6 separate regions of the Mus musculus genome follow, and all the other regions are linked to region 6. The links are chromatin contacts, called in public HiChIP or PLAC-seq and promoter capture Hi-C maps. All regions are on one chromosome and are shown on one strand. The core of a region is the stretch at or near the end of the contact, and the rest is flanking DNA. Distances in the headings are between cores, read along the strand shown. Region 1 holds the start of Snrk (SNF related kinase). Region 2 overlaps Trak1 (trafficking protein, kinesin binding 1). Region 3 has its middle 23 kb from the start of Gm34655. Region 4 overlaps Ulk4 (unc-51-like kinase 4). Region 5 overlaps Trak1 (trafficking protein, kinesin binding 1). Region 6 holds the start of Nktr (natural killer tumor recognition sequence).

Evidence for each region. Promoter capture Hi-C pulls out the DNA fragments that hold promoters and counts their contacts. HiChIP or PLAC-seq counts read pairs in DNA pulled down with a chosen protein or histone mark.
Region 1: a promoter capture Hi-C map of pre-B cells shows a contact between it and region 6. The contact joins the promoter of Snrk here to the promoter of Nktr in region 6. A contact is called at or near these places in 2 of 39 promoter capture datasets (the C10 cell line and pre-B cells), 2 of 115 datasets of contacts at active chromatin or transcription factors (extraembryonic endoderm stem cells and pancreatic cancer cells) and 1 of 9 other capture datasets (liver).
Region 2: a FOXA1 HiChIP or PLAC-seq map of pancreatic cancer cells shows a contact between it and region 6. The contact joins the enhancer-like site here to the promoter of Nktr in region 6. A contact is called at or near these places in 2 of 39 promoter capture datasets (hippocampal neurons and liver), 3 of 115 datasets of contacts at active chromatin or transcription factors (bone marrow-derived macrophages, microglia and pancreatic cancer cells) and 1 of 9 other capture datasets (adipose tissue).
Region 3: a promoter capture Hi-C map of pre-B cells shows a contact between it and region 6, with 3 times the contacts expected there. The contact joins the enhancer-like site here to the promoter of Nktr in region 6. A contact is called at or near these places in 4 of 39 promoter capture datasets (the C10 cell line, erythroid cells, neural stem cells and 1 more), 1 of 484 Hi-C or Micro-C datasets (CD8 T cells), 6 of 115 datasets of contacts at active chromatin or transcription factors (bone marrow-derived macrophages, embryonic stem cells, extraembryonic endoderm stem cells and 3 more) and 3 of 9 other capture datasets (adipose tissue, liver and pancreatic islet).
Region 4: an H3K27ac HiChIP or PLAC-seq map of microglia shows a contact between it and region 6, with 6 times the contacts expected there. The contact joins the enhancer-like site here to the promoter of Nktr in region 6. A contact is called at or near these places in 6 of 39 promoter capture datasets (the 3T3-L1 cell line, the C10 cell line, cranial neural crest and 3 more), 3 of 115 datasets of contacts at active chromatin or transcription factors (embryonic stem cells, large pre-B cells and microglia) and 2 of 9 other capture datasets (adipose tissue and embryonic stem cells).
Region 5: an H3K27ac HiChIP or PLAC-seq map of extraembryonic endoderm stem cells shows a contact between it and region 6. The contact joins the enhancer-like site here to the promoter of Nktr in region 6. A contact is called at or near these places in 1 of 39 promoter capture datasets (cranial neural crest), 4 of 115 datasets of contacts at active chromatin or transcription factors (bone marrow-derived macrophages, embryonic stem cells, extraembryonic endoderm stem cells and 1 more) and 2 of 9 other capture datasets (adipose tissue and liver).

The regions. Positions count from the first base shown.
Region 1 is chr9:122,115,188-122,119,687 of GRCm38.p6, reverse strand. Snrk (SNF related kinase) reads right to left here and starts at 2,422. Exons shown (of 8, transcript NM_001357775.1): 1 at 2,281-2,422.
Region 2 is chr9:121,393,688-121,397,580 of GRCm38.p6, reverse strand. All of the region lies in intron 2 of Trak1 (trafficking protein, kinesin binding 1), which reads right to left. Among named protein-coding and RNA genes, the nearest start is that of Trak1, 29 kb to the right of the region's middle. Within about 2 kb of position 1,515, at least 54 of the 459 cell types and tissues checked have an H3K27ac peak or open chromatin away from gene starts, as enhancers often do. A contact at or near this core is called in bone marrow-derived macrophages, microglia and pancreatic cancer cells, where this site is marked.
Region 3 is chr9:121,298,865-121,302,732 of GRCm38.p6, reverse strand. It overlaps a transcript of Trak1 not described here. Among named protein-coding and RNA genes, the nearest start is that of Gm34655, 23 kb to the right of the region's middle. Within about 2 kb of position 1,577, at least 64 of the 459 cell types and tissues checked have an H3K27ac peak or open chromatin away from gene starts, as enhancers often do. A contact at or near this core is called in adipose tissue, bone marrow-derived macrophages, embryonic stem cells and 2 more, where this site is marked.
Region 4 is chr9:121,248,576-121,252,840 of GRCm38.p6, reverse strand. It overlaps Ulk4 (unc-51-like kinase 4), which reads left to right. Exons shown (of 37, transcript NM_177589.3): 14 at 128-188; 15 at 1,798-1,979; 16 at 3,870-3,916. Among named protein-coding and RNA genes, the nearest start is that of Gm34735, 20 kb to the left of the region's middle. Within about 2 kb of position 2,895, at least 16 of the 459 cell types and tissues checked have an H3K27ac peak or open chromatin away from gene starts, as enhancers often do. A contact at or near this core is called in microglia, where this site is marked.
Region 5 is chr9:121,433,526-121,437,889 of GRCm38.p6, reverse strand. The region is part of intron 3 of Trak1 (trafficking protein, kinesin binding 1); the gene reads right to left. Among named protein-coding and RNA genes, the nearest start is that of Gm51661, 19 kb to the left of the region's middle. Within about 2 kb of position 2,144, at least 53 of the 459 cell types and tissues checked have an H3K27ac peak or open chromatin away from gene starts, as enhancers often do. A contact at or near this core is called in adipose tissue, extraembryonic endoderm stem cells and liver, where this site is marked.
Region 6 is chr9:121,717,370-121,721,767 of GRCm38.p6, reverse strand. Nktr (natural killer tumor recognition sequence) reads right to left here and starts at 2,587. Exons shown (of 17, transcript NM_010918.2): 1 at 2,473-2,587; 2 at 2,223-2,309. The coding sequence starts at 2,280.

The DNA of each region.
Region 1 (4,500 bases), core at 1,173-3,672, 400 kb before region 6:
CTCAAGTACTGATATTACTTGGTGCTGAGTTAGTTTTCCTACAAAAATGTGTTTTAGCTAAACATTCTATCTTGTGGCTGGGATGCTGTTAAAGTAAGCCTTCAGTATTTCTCACCTATGTGTTTAAGTCAGAAAATCCGGGCTGTGTAGAAAATTCACATACCTTTTTTCATCCTAGGCAGTATAATGAACTGATGCTCAGAAAGGTGCAATAGGAAATAAATTATGTTTTATTTAATACCAGTGCTTAGAATCATAGCCACTCACTTATATCCCCCAAATAGCCTTTTCTAGTTAGTTTCACTTTCAACAGGAGATAAGCAACCTCACTTTAGTGTAGACATGCCCAGTAAAAACAACACAAATGTCCTTCAATTTTAATTAAAGGACAGTTAAAAGGCTTCCTTTTAGGATTATGTGATTAAGTTACAAGATCACTACATAAAGACCTAATCTGTATGTCTGTCTGCTCTATAGAAGTAAAAATAAAAATCAGTGTAACTTCCCAGTTCTTGGATGTTTTAAACCAGTAGCTCTCAACTGTGAGCTGCGACCTCTTTGCTTTCAAACGACCCTTTCGTGGGGGTCACCTTAGACCATCAGAAAACACAGATATTTACATTGTGATTCATAACAGCACCAAAATTATAGTTATGAAGTAGCAATGAAAATAATTTTATGGTTAGGAGTCACCACAACATGAGGAAATGTACTGGTCCAAGCACTAGGAAGGTTGAGAATCATTGTTTAATCAAATGTGTCATACTGCAATTATTCATTAAAATTTACTCAGAATACTATAAAATTTACTCAGAAGAGCATAAAAGGATAAAAGAAAATTTCTGCATAAAGTAAAATAACTAGCTGTGCAAAAATTTAAAAGTCAAAAAGTGGCACTTAAGAGTTTCTGATCAGAAAGCTTTGAGGACAGGAATATTAAGTCAGTGCTATGCCCTCGATTTTTTTTTAACCCAGCTTCATTATGTGACCTTGGGAATGTCATATAATTTCTTTCATCCCTAGGTCTGTAAAATGGGTCAATTTTACACTGACAGCCAGAAAAATTGCTATGTATTTGATGTTCTCTGAAAGAAACTTGTCTAATTAGTATGTTTAATTAACACACATACAGAATTGTCTTCAAGAACCCAATTCCAAGAGAAATATTTAACCAGACGCTGAAGACAGATTTCTCTGAAGGGAATGGTTTTATAAATCTGGAAAACACTGTAACAAGATTAGAAATTAACAAGTTGATTACATAATCCTTGACAACCTGGGCTTCAGACTGCACCGATACGAACTGTGATAAGTTAGGGATCAATTTGGGACAGTGTCCCAATCCCTACAAAGAATCCAAACTGAGCCTTTTGACCCTGGACAGGAATCTGTTGGAAACTCAGCAGAAAGAGCTGTACACCTGTAGGTCCATCGCTTACTTCACCTTAAACCTGACAAAACACTTCAAGCATCCAGGTGGTTTCACCAAGGCTCCTAAGACTTGGAGAATACGCTCATTTAAACGGAAGGGAAAGTAAGAAACCTGACAGCCCAGAGGCCCTACAGCCTCTGACTTCTACAGTCTTAGGAACCCCGGAGAGAAATTCCCCAATGCATACACGACCCGAACTCACAGCGAAGCTCCTAGGTTGTAGCTGACCCCACTGTTTAAGAACATCACAGCTGGAGGAAGCCTAAGCTTAAAGGGCTGCCACTCTCCTGGCTCCCGAGTCCAAGCAAAAGGCAACAAGGTGTTTGTTTTTATTGCAAATGGTTCGGAAAGAAATCAACAGGCGATGTCTACGGAAAAGAACAGCGTCTCCTAACGCGAAAAAATCCGAGCAGTCCCCGGGGAGCCGCACCGCTGCCCCTTCCGCAGCCGAGCGCCCTTCTCCGTAGACAACCGCGTCCCCGAGCTATCGTGAGGCGGCGGCCGCCCGGCTCTGCAGCGGGACTCGCGGCCCACGGGGAAACTGAGGCCCGTGGATCTCGCGTCGCCCGGGGCCCGCTGCGGGCGCGGCGCGGGGCCGCGTCGACTCCCGCGCTGCCGCAATCCCGCGGCGGCCGCAAGGGCAGGGCCGGGCCGGGCTGCGCGAAGCCCGCAGGCCGGGCGAGCTCGGGGCCGGGGTGGTGCCGCGGGCCGCGTCCTCTGCGCAGGGCACCCCGGGCCGAGCGCGCAACTTACTTTCCGCCTGCGGCGGCGCCAGCCCAGCCCCGCTAAGGCGGCCGCTGAGGAGAAGCGCAGACCCGGCCCACGCTCCCGCGCCGCGCTCGCCCTACCTCAGCCGGCAGGCGGGCATCCGTCCGCAGCGGCCGCGGCGTCGACAACTCCCTCCCGGCCGCCGGAACCCCGCACCCAGGGCTAATCATAATACCGAGCGGGCGGCCGGGGGTGCGGCCGCGCTGCGCAGGCGCGGGCCTTGCGTCATCGTGACGAAAGCGATGGGGTGGGGTCTTGTGTGAGGGCGGGGCCTTGGGTCGGGCGGGGCGGGGTTAACCCGGCGCACCTGCAGGCCAGCTCAGGGTCTACTGGAGGGCGTCCTGGCCCTGGCCTGAGCACATCCTACTCTGGAAAGAATAGAGATTATGCAGAAGGAAGCGCCAGGACGATGGACAGCGGCAGCAGGCATAGCAGCTAGAGCTATAGCTTTCAGGGGATATTGGAAGAGATCTTGGGGCTGAGGGCAAGGAGCACATGCGCTTTATCCATCAATGTTCACCCTATCTCCCATCTAGCTTGAAGCAATGAGAGACAACAAAATTAATATACATATGCACGTGCATATATATATATATATATATATATATATATATATATGTGTGTGTGTGTGTGTGTGTGTGTGTGTGTGTATCATATATACACAAGCATGCATACACATATGCACATATATATATATATACATACACATTTCTTTACTTTTTCTTCTCTCTGGGAATACATTTGAAGAATTCTGTTGCTTTTGTTACCACTAAAGCAGAAAGAAGCAAAGCCCAACACCTGAATGCAGGCTTGCCTCTAGAGTCAAAAGTCACTGGCCAGGCCAGGCAGCCTCTGAGAAACAACGTGGAGAAGTACACAGCAGGCACTAACTTGGCTGTTCATGGTTCTGTTCCAAGATGACTCAGAAAGGGATGTTAGTGGTGGCAGGACAAGAGGGAGGGAACTCCCAGCTCTATCTCCTGGAAGGATAATGAGCCATGGAGACTAGTCCTCTGGGGCTCCTGAAAAGAAGCCAGGTGCCAGGTTTCTCTCCCCTACTTTTCCTTCTGTGTTCCTGCATCCACAGAAGAAGAAAAAACACACACACACAAGCAGAATGAGCTTCTTACATGTCCAAGCCTGACTCAACTGACTGGACAAAAAAATCTAAATGGCTTTTGCCATCTCTGTTGGTCAGAAAATGGCAAGTCTTCTTCCTTCCTCCCTTCATTTATTTATTTGTTTATTTATTTATTTATTTATTTATACTACAACATCCACTTCGCATGCCTGAAGATGGCTGGGAAGCAGAATGACTGGGAAGGTGGTCTCGATCTTCTGCTGAAATGTGTGCTTAGACCTTCAATTATCCTAATGCTTTAGCCCTGGGTGGCAAAGTGCACATAGGAAAACCCCAGCATTGGCCTCTGCTCACGCAGGCCCCACCTGACTTAGGATCATGAAAGGACAGTGTCATTTGACGTGGAAATGTTTTCTTTTTCTTTCTTCATGTCTCTCTTTCTTATTTTTTTACATGTGTGTGTGTGTGTGTGTGTGTGTGTGTGTGTGTATGTTCAACATCCATGTAGAAGTCAACCTGTAGAAGAGAAAGCTCTGTCTCTTTGTCTGACACCACATGGGTCCTAGGGATGGAACTCGAATTAGCAATCGAGGCAGCAGGCACCCCCACCTGCTGAGCCATCTTAGAAGCTCTGCCAGGGAGATTCTAATTTAGACACACATTGAGCAACCGCTCCTAACTAGGTCTTGCACAATCTGCTCTTTTGCTGAAAGACCTTTGCCCTCTGGGAACTGTCACTAGTCAGGGACACTGTGGCCAATGAAGGAATAAAAGCATCACTTATAATGGTCTCCCAAGGGAAGTCCAGTAGCCAAGTTTGTACCCCGAAAGAACATTCATAACATAGGACAGTGGCTACAGCACATGAGCCCTTGAAATGGGGTTTATGTTGCTATTGTGTAACTCAGACTCTGACCAAATCAATACATTGAAGTGAGTCAAATTTATAAATTGATTTCAATGAAATATGCTTTGGTTATCTTCCTGAGATGAACAGGCAGTGCTATCAGCCATTTTCTTATCTATAGGGTTTCCCTCAAGGCTGGGGTGATGCTGGGAAGAAGATGACCCAATTTTAGCCCCACACCTTCAATGTGTTAGTTAACATGATATGATTATGCTTGAGCAATATTTTAAAATATTTAAACACAAATTAAGGTATTATTACTCTACTTGGCTTTTAATCAAATTTGCTTAGTTTAATGAAGAAACCCCCTTC
Region 2 (3,893 bases), core at 266-2,765, 320 kb after region 6:
GGCCTGGAGTCCCAGCCCAGCGTGGAGGTGGGAAGACCATAGTTAAAGGCCAGCCTACACTACGGTGAGTTCAAGGAGCAGACAGGTTCTGAACAGGCAGAGCCAGTGTGGGAGGAGAGATAGATGGTGGATGAGGAGGAGCATGCAGAGAAAGAAGAGGGGAGAGGACGAGGAGGCAAAGGGGGAGGAAGAAGAAGGGAAAGGAGGAGGAGACGGGGGGGGGGGGGGGAGAAGAGGAGGAGACAAAGGGGGAGGAAGAAGAGGTGGGAAGACAAGAAAAGGAGAGAGGGACCAATGCTGCAGACAGTTTAACTGCACAATTGACTAAGCTCTCAACGGGAATACCTTGAATAAGGCTCCTCATACTTAACCAGCATCCTGGTACCCTCCCCAGTAAGAGCTCTCTCGATACCGAGGCTCCTCAGTATGTGAGATCAGCTGTGTGTGTGTGTGGGGGGGGGGGGGGTGCAGGGCTGGAATGGAAGGGCACAGCAGACCGTGTGTTCCCACAACCAGCCAACACAGGGCCAGAGGCTGCCTGTACCTCTGTCAGGAGAGTTGAAGCTGACAGGACCTGATCCAAGGTACTCCCTACTGAAAGAGCATGGCAGTCCGGTCAAGGTGTCGGGGTGGGAACCCTCACAGAGGAAAGAATGATGTCCCAGAGGAGAGGTCACTGTCCTTACTACCCTCAGCACGAGCCTGCACATGCCACAGTCCTGGGTTAGGATGGGAAGAAGATCTAAACAATAGAGATGTGTCCACCTTCTTAGTAAATCTCAGGCAAGAACTCTGGTGCTGAAAGGAACGCCATGCCTGCCTGATCCTGCACATACTGGCTGGCTGGATTACTGCACACCGAAAGCAAAGGCTGGGGTGACATTCCAAAACCTGTTTGCTTCAGGGCCTGCTCTTTCCCAGATGACCTCTGAGGTGTGGTGGTCAGCAGATCTGGGTGTGACACAAAGAATTACTTCTTGGATCAATTGGTGTCAACCATAAAAGGCCGGGGAAGAAGGACCAACAGGAGCATGGTCACCCAAGAACAAACATGGTGACCTTGCTGCTTGGTGTGCGCTGAGTGTCACATGACTGGTCTACTGCACACAGGTCACCGTCAGACCACATGAGGCAGCTGGATGTCACAGAGCAGGAAGCGGTTTCAGGTAGTGCAGCACATACTCTGTGAGCCATGGAAATGAATTCTCTGAATGAATGAAGTGACTCTGGAAAGGTTGATGTAGAAGGAGGTCTGACTCAAAAAAAGCAGATGGGGAAGTGTTCCCTCTCATCAGCCAGGCAACTGAGGGCCAGGTTCAGGGGCAGAGCCTGGCTGTCCACCCAGGAGGGGGACTGGGGGGGAGTGTCAGTGGGGTCTTACCCCCAAACACGGTGGCCAGGATGTACCTACCCTGGTTTTACCCCTTCTGGTTTCTCACCTTAGGGAGCCCTGTATCCCCAACTCCACCAGCCACAGTGGGCACCGCCCTACACAATGCCCACAGTGGACCTAGAAGGGAAGCAGTGGACAATGTCTTCTCAGCCACCCACAGTGGCCTGGCACTGGTGATTCACTCTACTGAGTCATGTGTCTCCCGGGTTACAGATATGTAAACACATAGACAAAACCCAACCAGGGCAGGGATGAAGCACAGTGGAAACCTGCCTGCTGTGCAGACATGAAGATCTGGAGATCTATCCCTGGCATACACTAAAGAAGCCAGGTATGCTGGTGTGCCCCTCCGATCCCAACTCCGGTTCCTGGGGGCTCCTGACCAGCCAGTCAAGCTGAGTCATTGATCTCCAAGTCCACTGAGAGAGCCTGTCTTAAAATGTAAGGTGAGCCAGCATGGTGGAGAACACCTTTAATGCTAGCACTTTAGAGGCCAGTGAAGCTCTGCTTTCGAGGCCAGTCAGGGATAGATAGTGAGACCCTAGCTCAGAAACAACAACAAAACACCAACAAACATACATTGGTGATGTATAGAAGACAATGCCATCCTCTGGTCTCTACATATATATATATATATATATATATATATATATATATATACATATACATATATGAACACAGATATATAACACACACACAAGATACATAAATAAGTAGTAGGGCCAGGCACAGTGGTGCACACCTTCAATCCCCAGACTCAGAAGGCAGAGGCAGATGGATCTCTTTGAGTTCTAGGCCAGCCAGTGTTACATAGTGAAACCCTGTCTTGAGACATAAACAAATAAACAAGCAAACAAAAAATCCAGGACACCAGGCACAGAGCAGGCCCCTAGGTTGCTCTCTACACATCACCTGCACTTCTATCCCTCAAACAGCAATGCTGTGTTTTGCAGTTCAGAAAGCCCAAGGAAAACCAAATCTGCTGATGTAAGAGCTGCTTAACGAAGATCTTTCCAAAAAAAAAAGGTTCACAGTGCTGTAGCAACGCCCAGCATCTGCTCCCAGTGATGGGCAGAGGCAGGTTTTACAGTGTGTAGCCACTGCTGTGGGTGTGCAGCACCCAGGCATCTCTGCTCTCCACTGGTAACAAAGTTGCATGCCCTGCAGCTGACATCCAGCCTAGTCTTCCAGTCTGATCACAGAAGACAATGTTACATCTCTGTTGGAAGTTAAGGGAAATAACTAAATTCATAAAACTCTTAAATTCTCTTTACTGACCATTTGGGTGGGGTGTGTCACAGAACTTCACTTTAAATCTTTAATTTCAATTAGCAGATAGTTAAGTTCTTTTTCTTTTTAAAAGATTCTATGTATTTGTATGTATGAGGTGGATGCACATGTGAGTGCAGTGCTCCCAGAGTCCAGAAGAGGACATCACTCCTGTGGAGCACCTGTGAGCCTCCTGATGTGGCTGCTGAGGCCTGAACTCAGGTCCTCTGCAAGAGAAGTCAGTGTTGTAACTGCTGAGCCATCTCTCCAGCTCCAATTAACAGACATTAATAAAGAGCCACCCAGCTCTAAGCACAGAATCCACAGAAGGAAATAATACACAAGAAGACTTGGATGCACCCAACCTTAAGCTCATTCCAGCTCCTCCACTTGTAATTTACTCTGTGGTACCCACCTGTGATTCTAACAGGGCTTCCTTTGCATTTTCCTACATGTATAACTGAAAACAAATGATGAATCTCTGTTTGAGTCTCCTGTTAAAGAGACCTTAGGAACTGGGCACTGGTGGGCCTTGCCTATCTGTAGATGTTTTATAGGGATTCAACGAGTCACTTCTGTGGCCATCCTATAAAATGGTCTGATGCTGTGGTGACCACCACACCAATTACACTACGCATGTGCAGGTCCATGGCCAATCGATGCTTGTGAGAAGGAACCAGGAGCCTCCCACGGCAGAGACAACAGCGAGGCTCCAATAGAAGAACAAGTTGCATGACAGACTTTCTTACAACTGATTGTTTCAAAGTATACTGTGGACTTACATCCACAAGAGAAAAATACGAAACCTACGTGGTAAGTGACTTGGCTTTCCATGCACAATCCCACACTCACTCCTCGCTGGTACAGACACCCTGGCTAAACAAAACTGACTCACCAAGGAGTTCTGATCCACTATGAGGCACGCCAGATACTCTAGGCCTGGATTATTCTATTTTCGTTCTTATTGACACAGGCTATCAGGGAAGCCTATGGAAGATACACTCAACAGGTCAAACAGAATTCCTTCTTACTCATATCTAATACAGAGAACCTGAGAATTGCCCCGCACACACCCTAAAGCACCAGCTTATAGCTGCAATTTGTTTTATTATAAATGATCTCAGAAATTGGAAAGACTGGTTTATGCTAGTGAACTGGTTTCTAACTGCAGAAAGTTCAAGAATGTACCACAAGCTGGTTCTCAGTGACCCTAACCCTAACCCTAACCACT
Region 3 (3,868 bases), core at 328-2,827, 420 kb after region 6:
CTGCATTCATGAGCAAGTTCACAGAGATAAACATACACACATAGCTTTTAAAACTAAATAAGACCCTGACCTCTCCCAGAATGTTCGATGGAGCAAATTGTCGGGTCCCACCACACATATTCTTGCTTAGAAAGAGCTGCCTAGCCGGGCGTGGTGGCTCACGCCTTTAATCCCAGCACTCGGGAGGCAGAGGCAGGCGGATTTCTGAGTTCAAGGCCAGCCTGGTCTACAGAGTGAGTTCCAGGACAGCCAGGGCTATACAGAGAAACCATGTCTCGAAAAACCAAAAAAAAGAAAAAAGAAAAAAGAAAGAGCTGCCTAAAAGGGCTCCCTTATTCCACCAACCAACCGGGAAAGTCAGAGTCTATAACACAGTGGCTCCTCCTGTGTAGACAGGCTCTTCAAATCCAAAGTCTGACTAATAGTGATATTACAGATATAAATCGCTTTGAAGCAACACAGTGAGTGTGGGATTCCCGTCAGCTCGTCCCCGTAAACCTGCCAGAGGATGGAGGCATATTTCAATCAACATGATCGGGTTATCTAGAACTAAAGTCCAGGAATCAAGGCTGAGAACAGTGACACTGAGGTACCGGGAAGAGTGGGTAAGGTGAGGGCACAAAGTTCAGAAGATACGGTCAAGTCGTACAGTTCTCACATTCGGGGCTATCTCCAACTGACTCTCTCTCTCTTTTTTTTTTTTAATGTTAGTGTATGGATGATGTGCATATGTGTGTTCACGTGGGTACATGCGTGTGCATATGGAGGCCAGATGACGACCTCAAGGGTCATTCCTTAGAAACTGTCTGCCTCGCGTCTTGACACAAGGGTCTCTCACTAGTGTGGAGCTCAACAACTGAGCTGAACTGATTGGCCAGAGAGCCCCAGGGATCCATTTATCTATCCTGCCTCAGTGCCAGAATGACCCAGGTGACCCAAAATGACCCAGATGACCCAGAATGATCATCTGAGGCCACCACGCGTGGATGAAGCACGAGTCGCACTTTACTGATCTCAGCCATCTACTCATCCCTGATTCTTAAGAAAGACGAGAAGGAGAAGGAGAGAGAAGATGAGAGGAAGCAGAGAGACAGAGAGAAGCCAAGACTGAGCAGGGGGAAAGGTTGGTTTACAGTCTCCCGGACACACGCAGCACGGTCTAACTCGGCAATCCAGGTCATTTATATTGTGGTGGCTACTCTGACATCCCTAGTTATTCACAGTGTCCACTTCCGGCTTGGCACAACACTCTCTCTGGTGAACTCTCTTCTGCTCTTGAATGTCCTGATGCGCCAGACATCTAGAGCCCGAGGACGGCCTGGAAATGAGCCGCCTCTGGGCCTCTCAGGCTGGGAGTGTGCATGCATCACTCTCCAGGGTCAACGTAGGAAGGAAGACTGACACACAGGAGGCTAAGAATCCCATCCCTGACGGGGAGGTGAGTGGGGAAGGGCAAGCATGGTGGGAGATGGGGACCCCGAGAGGCCACGTTTTCAACCGTAAGCACAAAACAGGGAAGGAACCGGATGAAGTGGGACACAGAGCCCACCCCTAGTGACACATTTCCTCCTGCAAGGCCTCACTGAGTAAACTTCCCCAAACAGCACCACCACCTGGGAACCAGTGTGCAAATGCCTGAGCCTCCAGGGCACAGCTTTCAGGTGTTGGGGAAGGCAGGATGCATTTTCTGTAAGCCCTTCTCAATTCAGATGTTAAAGTACCTTTACTTCAAAGCAAGAAGAGTCCTGGCTGGGTGCAGTGGCTCTGGCCTGTGGTCCCTGCAGCGGGGAGGCTGAGGCTGGAGCACCTTGAGTCCAGGAGTGACAACTAGCTTAGAGCAACATAATGACATTCTCAAATAGCAAGCAGGACAAATCCACACAGTGTGCTGGCATATGCCTGTATCCCAGCCCTTGGGAGGTGGAGGCAGAGGGATTAGGAGTTCAAGATTAACCTTGGCTCCATAGCAAGTCTGCTGTCAGCCTGGACTGCACAAGACCCTCCCTACCCCTCAGACCCACCAAAAAAAAAAAAAAAAAAAAAAAAAAAAAAAAAAAAAACCCTGAATTCTATTTTCTGGTCTTCATCACAGTAATCATTAACTCAGAAAAGCATCAGAGGCCACGGCTAAGCTCCCAGACCCTCTGCCAACTTCTTGAGCCTTGAAGGCCACAGGAATGAATTAGAAGCATCAAGATAAGCCACTTTGCAGTGTGACACTGTTTATAGCCAGCAGCCACCTGAGAAGCCACTGCCCCCAGCAGTCAGAAAGCTGCACCTTGTAAAGTTCTTAGAACGATGAGGCCTTTGGAACAGGTGGCCTGGGAGCTTTCCGGCTGGCCCAAAGCCTGGACAAGGATTCTGAGATGCCCACACACCATCTCACCTGGTCTCTGGTGCACTAGCCGCAGCGCTCTAAGTAAGCAAGCTTCCCCATCAGCGGTGCCACACAGCCATTCAGAGAAAGCAAAGTCCGGCCTAGACCTTCAGATAAACGTGCTGGCGCTCACGTACACCACATGCTTAGACGGACCTTTTCAAGACTGAAAGCGACCCCCACTTGGATACCCACCCCCCAAGAGGGCAAGCTGGATCGAGGATCATTGTTCAGAAAGAAAGAAGACAGAGGCGGAGCCAGGACACTCATTCATCCCACCCGGCAGACTTAACCCCAGACGGCAAAGTGAAGTTGACGATCCCTGCGGCCCTTCCCGTGGAGACGGGTCTTCTAATATCTCTGAAAAAGAGCATCCTTTGTCCCTCCGTTTTCAAACACATGGGGCATAGGCTCAGCCTGGAGACGCCGGCCACTGCAATGTCCTCGAGTTTGTCAAGCTTGTAGGGCAGAGACCAAAAGTGCTTCAAAGGCCTGTGTGTGGAGGGCTCCATCTGGGGAGCCCTCAAGAAGGTGAGAGGGAAGACTCACCACTCTGTGGAGTTGACCTCTGACCTCTAGACATTGTCATACACACGGTAATAAGAGAAAACGAAAAAGGTCTGATTGTGTGTCTACAACCTATAGTGAGTTTAAAAGAGTGCCTCACCATCCAAGCCTCCCTTACGGAACCTGCCCGCTCACCCACTGTCTTATCAGATGCCTGGAGTAACTCAACAATTAGGCCTTTATAAAGTGCCCAAGCCTAGAGGAGCAGGAGGCCTGCTCTGCACCTGGGAGCTGGAGGTCAAGGTCGGGGAGCGCAGGTGGCTTGTGCCAGAACCATCCAGCAACGAAGAGGATGCCGGGTGTGCAAGACCAGAGGCAGCCTCAGACTGGTGAGAAAGAAGTCTTCATTCAACGGCTCACCGACAAACAGAGGCAGCCATTTGGAAACTGAAAGTTTGAAACCCCTTTCACTGTGAATCATGAGCCATGTCACTGTCAAAACCTGACTTGACACAGACTATAAACCTATAAAAGTTATCATTACCATAATATGTCTTAATTATTCCCACCAGGACTTTTCAAAAGTTACAACACTACAAGCTCAGTCAGACCTGAGAGCCCTCCATTGACCTATAAACTTTCATAGCAAACAAACTAACAAACAAAACCACTAACTCTGTATTCCTTCCATTGGTCCAGTTGAGTTTGAGGGACCAGGATACATGGGACAGGCAGGTAAGACTGGCTAAGGTAGGGGCAAGGTCACACAGTCTGCAGAGGCTGTGAATCTCATCTTTTCCACTCCAAGACCAGCGTCCTTACCTCAGGAGGGTGGAGCTCAGCTCTGCGCAGGAAATCAGACCCCAACCGTCCCAGGGGCATCAAACAGGAAATGGACCTGGTGCCTTGCCAAGCGGCCAACGGCAACCCAGCCCTTGGCAAACCCTTGGCAAACCTGCTATGCCTCCACCTGAGCGTTGAAAG
Region 4 (4,265 bases), core at 1,646-4,145, 470 kb after region 6:
TCCTTTTGATGACAGACCAGAGGGTTAAGTGTCAGATGGTTCTTTTCTGACTTTGTTGGTCTGTGTTTGGATACAGGGACAGCTATTGAGTTTAAAAGGTTTCTCAAAAGTGGCTTTCCTACCACAGATAATGAAACAACCTGCAATCAAGTTTGATCCAAAAATCTTGCACCTACCAGCATATTCTGGTAAGTCACAGACCCATCGAACACGCAGGCCTTTGTACACAGATTGCATATGAACCTTCTTTACTTACATTAGCTGCTTGGTTTGTGAGAGGAATAGCTAATGACCTGTTTTCTTGTTAATGCTTTCGGCCCACCTCCTGCACACCAGGGGTCAACTGCAGATGTCTCTGTCCTTGCCAGCTTTTGATTTTCCTCTGGGCTGATGTCTTTTTGTGGGTGGGGAAGCCTCTGGGGTGCTGGGCCTGTTTTCTTGCTGAGTGAATGGAGAGTCTCTGCCCTTCCCTGGTAAAGCCAGCGAGATGTCAGTCTTGCATGTTGCTGCTGTGAGTGCCAACAGTCCAAAGGTTTGGGATTGTGTTAGGAGGACCAGGACAGTGGAGAGCGAAGTTGGGTGGCTCACCCCTGTGGGGATGTGATTCCCCTCATGGGGATGGTGTCTGAGAAGAGATAGCTAATGGCTGCTGATCATTACCCTTCAGCCCATGAAAGTCTTTCCTGGAGTGAACCTCAGGAATTTTGCTGTTCATCTTTTTAGTGGGCCAGTTCTCCTCTGTGGCTAGGTCACTCGGTGATTGGGACTAAATTAGAGATAACAAAACGGATGCACAGTTAAGAAGACACTGACTTACATGAGTGCAGGCCAAGCTCATACATGGATACAAGCTAAGAGCAAAGCCTCCAAGAGGGACGCTTCTGAGGGACCAAAGTGACAGAGTCATAGTGTGGCTAGTATCGAGAACCCTTACCCGTGAAACCCAGGAAATCACTCAGTCCTTCCCCTGAGAGTTAGAGAACAGTTGCAGTTTTTATAAACGAGTCTGTCTATGGATAGAGATAAGGTAAGATCTGTGCTGTTAGACGCCATTTCTGGCGTTTGTCGTGTGGTTAGATGCCACTTCTGCCGTTTGTCCTGCAGTTAGATGCCATTTCTGGCATTTGTCGTGCGGTTAGACGCCATTTTTGATGTCTTTGGTTTGTGCGGGAAGCTGGAGGCTGGAGTTCCAGGTTTTGCCAGCCACCCTACCGACCTGGATGTGTCTAACAGTCATTTTACCAGACTTGTAAAAGTGTGTGTAGATGTGAGTGGATGTAGCTGTATGTGGTTGGATCTGTACACATGCAAGTGTGAGCATGTGTGTCAGAGCATGGCCCCAGTGTTATCCTTAGACACACTGTCTATCTCTTCAGAGGGAGGTCCCTTGATCTGAGCTCATTGACTAGACTAGACTGGCTGGCCACGGAGCCCCAGGAAGCCTCAGCCGTCACTTGCTGAGGGTCAGGATTGCATGTGTGGCTTCAGACTCACGTCCTCATGCTTGCAAGGCTCCCTGTCTCCCCAGCTCTTGACCCGAAAAGATTATTATTATGGTCATTGTCATTACTGTTCTTATTGTAGCAGTTGTTCACTGACATGGTTATGTCTCCCTGGGTAGAGGCCAGCCAAGTAGCGCATCGCCTCAGAGCCGAGGTGGGGTGCCTTTTTGTTAACTGTCATGTAGTGTTTCCTCCTCATCCCGGCCCTGAGTTCTCTGTTCCTCTGCTTCTCACTGGATGTCTGCTCAGCCCTCTCCACCTCACACGTGCTCCCTCTGCTTCCTTCCCTCCACAGTGGAGAAGTTGCTGGTCCTCAAGGACCAAGACTGGAATGACTTCCTGCAGCAGGTGTGCTCCCAGATCGACTCCAGCGAGAAGAGCACAGGGGCGCTGCGGGCCAAGCTGAACCTCCTGTGCTACCTGTGTGTGGTGGCCACGCACAAGGAGGTGGCCACCAGGCTGCTTCACTCCCCGCTGGTAGGTACTGCAGGGTAGATGGGCCTCCCAGGGCCCCACCACCTACTCTGTGTGGTTGGCCTCTGTATTTCAAAGACATGTGAACAAGAGCTTGGGGCCGAGTGATGATCAGCTCAGTAGTAGAACAGAACAGGCAATAAAAACAATAGACCAAGGATATGTGTGTGTGTGTGTGTGTGTGTGTGTATGTGTGTGTGTGCATGTTAGTGTGTGTATGTGTGTATATGTGTGTGTATGTGTGTATGTGTGTGTGAATATATGTGTGTGTGTATGTGTGTGTATGTGTGTGTGTGTGTGTGTGTGTGTGTGTGTGTGTGTGGTGGTAGAACAGGGGATCCCAGAGCCTTACCCAGGCCAGGCAAGGGCTCTGCCACTGAGCCACATCCCTGACCCTAGTTTTTATTTTGAGCCACCGTCTCTGAGTTCCCCAGGCCTTGAACATGTTCTGTAGCTTAGTTAGATCTTGATCATATGATCCTCCTGCCTCAGCTTCCCAAGTTGCTGGGATTATAGGTCTGTGCCACCATGTCCAGATGGATACAATCGTAATCTGATTTAATTACAAAGAATAAAGTGATTTATTTTTTTATGAAAAATTTTCTCATGAAGGTTTTGGAATCATCATCAACTTCCTTGAAGCAGTTGTGTGGATGGTGGTTTCGAACTGTGGACATTTTTGTTAAGTGTTGGCCGGGAGCCATTGTACCTGTCTGTAATCAGGAGATGGAGCTCTGTGCTGGAGTAAACTCGGGTGGCTCCTGCTCCAGGCCACCTGGACAAATGCGAGGGTTTCCGATGTGTGAAAGGACAGAAAGCCGTACAGCATTCGCTTCCTGTTCTCCTTGGCGGGCCTCACTGGTGACTGACTGGCCAGGGTCGGCAGAGCTCCTCAGGCCAGCCGCTGGAAGCTGCGACTATGGCACTTCCTCAGGCGGGCCGCTGGAAGCTGCGACTGTGGCACTTTCTGCTGAGCCCCTGAAGTCAGCCTGGAGGAGTTTCAGTTCATTTTGTTCCCTCCCTGTGAAGGTTGCTGTGTGTCTGTGGGGGGTGGGGAGAGTAGTTAGTAGGACAAATCGAGAACATCTTGCTCTTAATTTTTTAAAGATTCATTTTATCTTTTTTTTTTTTTTTTTGGTTTTTCGAGACAGGGTTTCTCTGTGTAGCCCTGGCTGTCCTGGAACTCACTTTGTAGACCAGGCTGGCCTTGAACTCAGAAATCCGCCTGCCTCTGCCTCCCGAGGGCTGGGATTAAAGGCGTGCACCACCATGCCCGGCTGGATTCATTTTATCTTTAAATTGTGTGTGTGTGTGTGCACATGTGCATGTTACATCAGGTGCTCTTGGATGCCAAAAAGAGGGGGTCAGTTCCCCTGGAGCTGAAGTTACAGGTGATTGGTGCTTATAAACCTCTATGTGGGTGCTGGGAATTGAACCTGGATCCTCTGCAGAAGTAGCACCTGCTCTTACCTGCTAAGCTGTCCCCTCCATTGCTCGGTTCTTACCACTTCTTCTTCTTCTTCTATTTATTTTTTTATTTTATGCATATGAGTACAATGTAGTTCTCCTCAGACACATCAGAAGAGGGCATTGGATCCCATTACAGATGGTTGTGAGCCACCATGTGGTTGCTGGGAACTGAACTCAGGACCTTTGGAAGAGCAGTCAGTGCTCTTAACCCCTGAGCCATCTCTCCAGCCCCCAGTTCTTACTTCTTATTTATGTTTATTTTGCTGGCACACTGGCTGAGGTTCCATGTCTGTCAGTGGTCACCTCCCTGGAGGGAGTCTCACTTACCCCAGCTGTGTAAGTTTCCCTGCTAATTCACCGATTGCTTTGGATGTTGTTCTGAATAAAACTTACATTTTGATGTTTTTCTTTTTTAAATTCTAGTTCCAGTTGCTAATCCAGCACCTGCGGATAGCTCCTAACTGGGATATGTAAGTAACCTTCGTATTTTAAAGCACATTCTTTGTGATTTTGTAGTTATTGCCAGATACCTCATCATAAGCACAGTCCTAAGTCATCCGAAGTGAGCCTGCGGTAACCATGAGACACTCGCAGCCACTGCCTGTTGTCCCAATGTGGAAGGCTGTCCCTTCTCTGGGTGTCTATTGTGAGATCGGCCCACCTTTGGGTTTTTCATCTTGTGCCTGCCTCCGACACCTCTGTCTTCCTCCGGTGGCAGGAGTTTCCCCACGGTATTATGGAAACTGATGGGACAATCATGCACGGTGCTCATGTATGGGAGCTGCAGGCTCTAGGCTCCTCTTGCTGGGGCTTGATCAC
Region 5 (4,364 bases), core at 895-3,394, 280 kb after region 6:
TCACCGAGGAGAGAGGGGCTTAGTGCCACCTGCTTGTCGGTGACTTCTGATGTACGCCTAAGTACACTTCACACACCATTAAAATCCACTCCTGACACTGTTTTAGGTGAAAAATGACAGCTCAAAAATGAAAATATCACAATGCCTCCCACAAAGCACGGGCGTTATTCTGTGCTCAGGCTTTGGCTGTGTGTCTACAGAAGTGAGCCATAGACACCCACTACATAGTCGGACCTTACATGCTTTCCCACCATCCCTTATCACACAAAAGCTCAGCACGCATGGAAAGGGAGCTTCACGTAGCCACGGGATACGCTGGCAGCCACGGGACACACTGGCAGTCCCAGCAATCAGAGATGTTCAACCCTGACTTTATCCTCAAGGGCCATGGGGAGACACCTGTGGCCCTTTGTCATCCTCAGACTCTGGCCGTGTCTCACTTGAGGGGAGGGACAGGAAGAATGGTGTGGCAAGGCTGCCTGGGATGTGAGTACCCAGAGGCAAACTCAAGATTAGCATTAAGTCAAAATGGTTCCAGTCCTCTCACCTGTGGCTAAAAATGCTCTAGCAGCAATGTTCACTTCTCTGCAGAAGCCTGGCCTCCCTCAGCCTCCCTCAGCCTCCCTCGGCCTCCCTCAGGCCTGTTAAATCCCCTGCCAGGACAAGCACCCAGTCAGGCGGGGTGCTCGGCAGAAGCTTAACATTCTCTGCTCACTTCCTGACCACGTTCCTTGATGGTTTCACCCCATCAAAGGTGCTAATTTCCAACAAGCACAGATGTGAGTTCTCAATGCAAGGAGCACCTCGGGCACTGAGGCAAGGAGCACTACAGAGCAAGGAGCACTACAAGGCCAGGAGCACCAGGAGCACTACAGTCAGTGAGGCAAAGAGCACCTCAGACAGTAAGGCAAGGAGCACCTCAGGCACTGAGGCCAGGAGCACTATAAGGCAAGGAGCACTACAAGGCAGGGAGCACTACCAGGTAAAAAGCACTACAGTCAGTGAGGCAAAGAGCACCTCAGGCAGTGCTGCAAGGAACACCATAGTCAGAGAGGCAAGGAGCACTACAGCCAGTGAGGCAAGGTGCACTACAAAGCAAGCTGCAGCTGGAGGACATGAAGGGCAAGGCTTCCCAAGGGGCAGGGAGGGCTGGCACCTCAGAGGGACAAGGACAGAGAACAGAACAGGAACAAACACACAAGGTCAGAAAGCCCTTTGCCCCTGACCACACCTCACAGCTACAGGGCCTCTGGCCTCTTGCTCTCTGCCCACCCAGCTGGGAGCAGCTATCACAAGCCTACGCTGGAAATCTAATCTTTATAGTAATTACCCAGGGCATGTCTGCAGGATGAAAAGCAGGAAGGGATGAAAAACTGCTTATGAGAAACAGGAAAACCCGAATCCTGTACTGCCTCCAGTCTATCTTGTCTAGCTTGTTTCTGGCTTTTGGGTGTCTGATAGTGTTGTCTGAGAGAGGGTCTAGGAGTTCAGCCAAGGCTCAGCTTGAATCCTTGGTCCTCCTGCCTTAGTCCCTGTACTGCCACACCTGGCTCTGTCCAGGTTTATCAAGGCAACAAGATTCTTAGTTTCTTTTGAGAATCACAGATATAGGGCAAGATGTATGTGTGGGTGTGCCTACGTGTCTCTCTCTGTGTCTGTCTGTATGCCTGCATGTATGAGTATGTGTGTCTATATGTTGCCTGCATGTTTGAGTGTGTCTGCATGTATGTGTGTACATGCCTGCACACATGTGTGCATGTGTGAGTGTATATATGTGCACATGTCTGCCATGTGTGAGTGTGTATCTGTCTCTGTGTGTGAGTGGGGGGACGGGGGACGGGGAGGAGTCACCTCCCATTTCTTGTTGCCAGTCAACATAAATTGAACATTTAGTTCTAAAATCAAGAAAACAGTCAGGAAATTAGTTTGGCTTTAACCTTATTGGTCACCACAGACTATAAATAACTAACTCAGGCCCTGGAACAAGCCAGTCAAAACCATTTCTTTACTCTCTGAGAAATGAATCAAGGTGGCTTGAAAGCCTACAACCTGATGTTGGCCCTTGTCACCAACACACACTGGGCTGGCTGGCACTCTCCGTGGAGATGCTTAGCCTACACCCACGCTCAGCAGTGACTCATCCCATTCACCAATTTTAGGATAAAAAGTGTAACTATGGGCCAGCAGAAGGCATGCTCTAACTGGGGCAGAAGCAGTGAACTCTTAGGTACATTTCAATACAGTCAAGGCAGGCAAGCCTAAAGATCACACACACACACACACACACACACACACACACACACACACACACGGCTTGCAGCTGTGCTTGAGTGACCTGAGAAAATCCTGCAGCACACAGTATGCAGTTGGTATGTACACCAGCATTCCTGAACAGAGGCACAGAACCCAAGCAAGAATGGTGTAAGGTGGCTGTAGCAGTCAGACTATGAGCTATCCAGTTCCAGAGAAAGGCAGGGACTTCCCTGTGATATCTTATCAGGATCAAGGACAAAGGGGACAGCAGCTATTTATAAAACAGGGAGGTGCAGGCATGATTGCCTATCAAAAATAAAACAAGAAAGCAGTAACTAAGAAGGGGGAAGGGGAGAAACTGCTCTAAGGAGATGTGATTTTCCTTTTTAAAGCTAGGATTTCATATGGCCATGTTTAGTCAGAAAATTAACCAAGGAAAAGAGAATTCTTTAAAACAAAAATTTTGAGACAAATCTCATGAAGTTCAAGCAACCCTCAAACTCCCTAGCTAGCTGGGGATGACCTTCAACTCTTTGCCCTCCTCCTTTGTCCTTCCAGGGGCTGAGACTGCAGGCAAGCACTACCAGCCTGGCCAAAGCGGGGAGTTCTTCATACAGGGACTCTGTATAAAGGGATGGAGACCTTGGGAGGGGTCTGGAAGGGACTTTGGATGTTAAAGCAGAGAGCAAGGTGGTAGGTACCCCATGGAATAACACCCACAATGAGGCCTCATCTATCACAGCCAAGGACTACAGGCTGTGGATGCCCAGAGCCACAAGGGCACAGGGCCTGTAAGTGATTGTCTTGACAACCAAGAAGCCATATTGCCAGAGACTCAAGTGTTGTCAAATGCAATGGGCAAAGCTCTGAGTCCCATCAGGGAGTGGTTACGAGGCAGAGCCAAAGTCACTGGGATCCTGGTGTCTGTCCTTCAGACTTAGGTCCCTCCACGGTGACAATATCTACCATCAGGAGCAGCTGTAGAATTAATGTAAGACAGATGGACAACTGTTGAGGTTTGGTCTGTTGCTATGAATTGTAATGCCAAATCCTGCATCCTAAGGTCGAGTTGCCTTAAGACAGAGTGAATGCTCACATATGCCAGCTTTGGTTGTGCAAGCCCTGCTCCTTAATTTAAAACTATTCGTTGAATAGAGATGCCTCCAGCCTGTAGCTGTGCAGAAGACAGGTAAATAGGCTTCGGCTCTGAGGCAAAGACCACAGAGAGAGGACGGAGTCAGAAGTAGAAGTCACCACGGGGTGGGTGGATTGTGCACACATGGCCACAAGGGTCAGCCTGTTGGAGTAAGAGCAGCTTAGGCGAAACACAGCACGTGATAGCTTGGGATTATTGACAAGAAAGCAGGCAAAATAGCACAGAGGGCTGATATCTGCCCAGCTCTAGTGTTGAAGGCTTATAATAAATATAAAGGTTTTGTGTCCTTTATTTGGGAACTAAATGATCTAGGGTGGAGCAGAAACCCCCAATTAATATCTACAGCAGTTAGCTGCTTGCCAGATTTCACCCCTACAAGTGCAACTAGAGACAGATATCCCACAGAAGGGACGGAATCTCACGGCAGGAGTTCAGACACAAGACTGACCAACACAAAGGCTCCCGTGCTACCGTGGCCAGGTTCCAGAGCAGCCTCACAGGCCCTTACAGCATGAGAGTGAGGCAGGTCAGTGCAGACTGACGGACTTGACCTGTGGGCCGCTCTGGATGCAGGCCAGGAAGTGGGTAAGGCAACCATGGAGAGTGTGGGATGAGAGCAGAGGCCAAGGACTTAGAGCAGGGAGAGGGTGACGCTCAACACCGAGGCTCAGGAGTCCAGAATCCCCCACAAAGGCCTAGAGAAATGGTCCTAAGAAAAGGGCCCTCAAACGGGGGAGAAATCCCACACAGGGAAAGGTCAGCAGGTCCAATTCCAAACCCAATATGCAGCCAAGAGAGCCTGAAGCTGGGCCCACACCAGCCTCAAGATGGTGACAACCTAGTGTCACCAGAAGGCAGGAGGACCACCACAGAGTCCCAAATCCTGGTATCACCTACGTGGAGCTGAGGGGTTCTCGTCTCCTCCTTCAGAATAGAACAGATGTGTGCCAGGGTG
Region 6 (4,398 bases), core at 1,338-3,837:
TGTGACTTTAAGCAGGTGACTCTTCTTAATCCTTGGGAGTTTAAATTGTCTGATGTGTTGAATAAATCAGGAGTCAACAGCCGGGGGTGGTGGCGCACGCCTTTAATCCCAGCACTTGGGAGGCAGAGGTAAGTGGATTTCTGAGTTCGAGGCCAGCCTGGTCTACAGAGTGAGTTCCAGGACAGCCAGGGCTACACAGAGAAACCCTGTCTCGAAATAAATAAATAAATAAATAAATGCAGGAGTCTTGGCCCACTCTATTTTTAGGCCCTGCTCTCCCAAGTTCATGCTACCATTAGAGCGATAAACAACATATTTTCCATCAGGGGTGAAAGATCAGCTATCACTACATACTAGGAAAACAATCCTAGCACATAAACCTGACAAGTTAGATAAATAAATACATCAGCTTCTTAAAAGCCACAAACCACCAATAATAAATCAATTAAATAACATACATGTGAATGAATAATCCTGTATTAATCAAAGAAATTAGAGCCTATGTTAAGAACCTTAATAACCACCAAATATTACAGGATAACAACAGAATGACTTCCAATAGGAACAATTTACTGGATTCATACAGGAAACCTGTTATACAATGTAAAGGTTGTCCCCCTTTTAAATCTGCATTTGCAGTCATCCAACAGTTTTATAATTCAAAAGAAAATCTGTTTTGTATTTGTACTCATGGTAACTGAAAGTACATACTTAATCCTTAACAGTACATCTTGATTTCTGCATCACCTCTGCTTATCAAAGTAAATCTAAATCAGATACTTTTATTTGTGACGCTGGAAATTGAACTTGGAGCCAACAATACAACAGGCAAGCACTCTTCCCAGACAAGCACTCTCCCACTGCTTCTGGCTGATTCTTAAAAATAAGTGGGGCAATAGTGGTGGACACCTTTTATCCCAGCACTCGGTTCTCTTTGAGTTCTACGACAGCCTGGTCTACACAGAAAAACCCTGTCTTGAAATACAAAAACAAAACAAAATTTAAAAGGTTAAAAATAGAAGACGCCTGAAAAAAAAAAGACATTAAACGAAGATGTATAGCCATGTTAAGTACATTCTTTTCAAGACTGACATCCATCTGTGGTGTTGGGGATCAAAGTCAGGTCCTTGGTTATTCGAGGAAAATACTTCCCAGTTATATTCCTATTACTTTCTGAGTATGTTAATACATTAGTTTTGCAAAAAAAAAAAAAAAATCCGTGAAAAATCTCCAGAGTAAGTTTGGTAAATGCTAAATAAACTGCAGCTACAGTCAGGGTCGAAATGTTAGATGAGAAAAACAGAACGTTTAAGATCGCTCCAATCCTTTGTTCAGAACCGTCACCGTCTTCCTTTTATCCTAGAGCCTGAGTTTTCCTTATTCTGTTCCCTCTACTCCAGCCAGACCGGGACCTTCGCTTTCCCTCAAGAAACACAAGCGCTGTCTCAGAACCCAAGCTAACCGTTGGCTGCCACTACCAAGCACAGTTCTCAAAGGCGTCCCTCCACAGGTTCGGCTTCGCACCTACTCAAATGTCATCTTCTCAAGATGGCCTTTCTCGCTCACCGCCTGACTAAAACAGCACTACTGGAGGGAATGCGGTTTTTACCCCTTCACTTCCTGCCTCTTTCCCCCAGGACGTCAACATAAAAGAAGCAGCAGCCCTGCTTTAGTCACTGCTGCCCTTCCAGAGCCCAGGACAAGCAGCTCTCCTGCGAGTCCACTGCGACCTAAGACGTGGCGCACACCACACACCTCCAGTTAAGATCCCTGTCGGTTGAGAACCGCGCATCCGTACACATGTTCCTGCTCGATACACACGCGACCTTTACATGTGTGCGCACCGATGTGTGCAGCAGCCACCTCTCTGCACACAGAGACGTCGACGCCTCGGGATTAATGAATGGCTGCACACTGGACTTCCAAAAAAAAAAAAAAAAAAACCAAACATCGCGGCCGCAGCCTAGGAGCAATCCCGGGGCTACAGAACCCGCACAAGCCCTTCAGTCTCTCCTCTCCAGCCACGTCTCCCGGAGCCAGTACATTCTCGGGAAGGCTCCCGAGGGACAGCGGAGGGCAGCTGGCCGGCTCGTGACCGCGGCGGCTCCGCAGCTCTGGCCGGCCGAGCCCGCCCCGCCCCGCCCCCGCCCGGCTCCGGCTCCGGCTCCGCCGCGTCCACTTCCACCCCGACCCGGGCCCACAGAGGGGCCCGCCCCGCTCACCCGGTTCCCGGTTGATCTCGATGTCGAAGTGACACTGCGGCCGGTCCTGGGCGCCCATCGCGAGCGCAGCAGCGGGACGGCGGCGAGCTGCGGACAGGGAGGAGGGCGCTGAGGGCAGGCGGGCGGCCGGGCGGGGCGGGGCCCGGCCCGCCTGACAGGGACGCGGCCGACGAGAGGCCGCCCCACCCTGCCCACCCGCCCGCCCGCCCACCCCAGCCGCGGCTACCCGCGCTCCCGTCGAGCTTCTCACCTGGCCGCACAGCTCCGGAGAACGCCCTGCCGGCGCCGCCGGAGCCTAACGTCACCAACGGAACGCCACCTCTTCCCCGTGAGGGCCAGCCGGCGAGCGCCACGCCAGAGCTCGCGAGGCCGGACGCAAGCGTCGCGAGAGTTCGTCTCGCCGCCGAGCGGGGTGTGGGGTCGGAGTAGGCGGTCCGCGCCAGGGCTCTCGTGCCCCGCCCCTCAGGATCCCCTGTCCAATCCCGAGTGCGCAGACGTGTGCGAGCTGTCAACCACGGCTCACTCATGCAGCACCGCGAGATTTCTGATTGCGTGGCCAGTGGATGAACGCAGGGTGAATCCCAGGCTTCCGGCCGACGTGGCGGGTGACCTGTTCTCTCTCGTGGTTGATGCGGTCACGCTGTTTGTCTCGCGTTAAAAGAATCGAGGACCAGATGGAGCCAGATGTGCCTCCCTTGCCCGCCAGGGTGAGACGAGGCTGGCCGCCGGCTCGAGGCCAGCCTGGGTCACTTGAGGCTTTCTCAGAAATACAACGAAAGGAAACAAAAATCAAGGCAACAACAAAACCCCGAAGCAAAACACAAACCGTAGCGTTTACACCTGCGCACCAGCGCTTGGTGGGTAAAGGCAGGAGATTCAGAAGTTCAAGGTCAGCCTGAGATACCTGAGACCTGTGAAGAAACCAAACCAGTTGACAGGAGCGATGGTCTAGCAGTTAAGATGGTCTAGAGGCCGCTTTTGCATTGGACCTGGTTCAAAGCCCAGCTCAATAACCGCATGGTGGCTTACAACCATCTCGTTTCAGGGTTTCCATCGCGCTCCCCTGACCTCCGTGGACACCAAGCATGCACATGGTGCCCAGACATACATGCAGGCAAAACAGAAAGTAAAACCTTACAAAAGGAAAGTCTGTGAGCAATAATACACAGCCTTTAATCCCAGCGGCTCGAGAGGCAGAGGTAGGTGGCTCTCAGTCTGAGGTCAGTCAGTTCTACATATTGTCTTCCTGGCCAGTCAGGGCTAGGTAGATCCTGTCTCAAAACAAAAGGTACACAATAAGAATGTGCTGTTGGGGCTGGCGAGATGGCTCAGTGGTTAAGAGCGCCGACTGCTCTTCTGAAGGTCCCGAGTTCAAATCCCAGCAACCACATGGTGGCTCACAACCATCCATAATGAAATCTGATGCCCTCTTCTGGAGTGTCTGAAGACAGCTACAGTGTACTTACATATAATAAATAAATCTTTTTTAAAAAATGTGCTGTTGTAGAAAATTTTAATCACAATCAGTGTTGAGGTTGGGTCTGTTACATAAAGCAAAATTCCATATCCAAAAACCTAAACCTACGAGTGACTTACCGTCTTTCCAAGCTTTTGTACCTTGTTCCTTAATTTAAAACTGTTGGTTAAATAAAATTGGCTACAGCCAATTACTGGAGGGATTCGAGGTAGGTGGATTTTGAGTTACCTGGGTGGGAAGAGTAAGGAGAAAAGAGAGACCAAGTGTAGAAGGAGGAATGGGAGAGAGGAAGCCCCCATGGGGGGAGGCAAAGGATGAGCACACAGCCAGAAAAAACAGTCCATATCTGGGGTACACCCAAGGGAGGTAGCCAGGACAGCAGTTAGAAGAGTACATTAGGAGTTACCCTCCACTCATTTATTTATAAGCCGGGATAAGCTTAAATCGGTTCTACTATGTTGTCTCTGTGTTTGGAGAGATGGCTCAGCTGTTGAGTCCTCACTTACGATGGGTATAGTGGCACGCACCTTTAATCACAGCACCCAGCACTTAGTAGGCAAAGACAGGTTGCTCTTTGTGACTCAAAGGCCAGTCTGTCTACACAGAGAGTTCCAGGAAAGACCACAAAGAGAGACTCTATAGTGAGAATTTTGGTTTCTTAGAAAACCCAGTTATAATTGTGTGAATGTCTTTATTTAA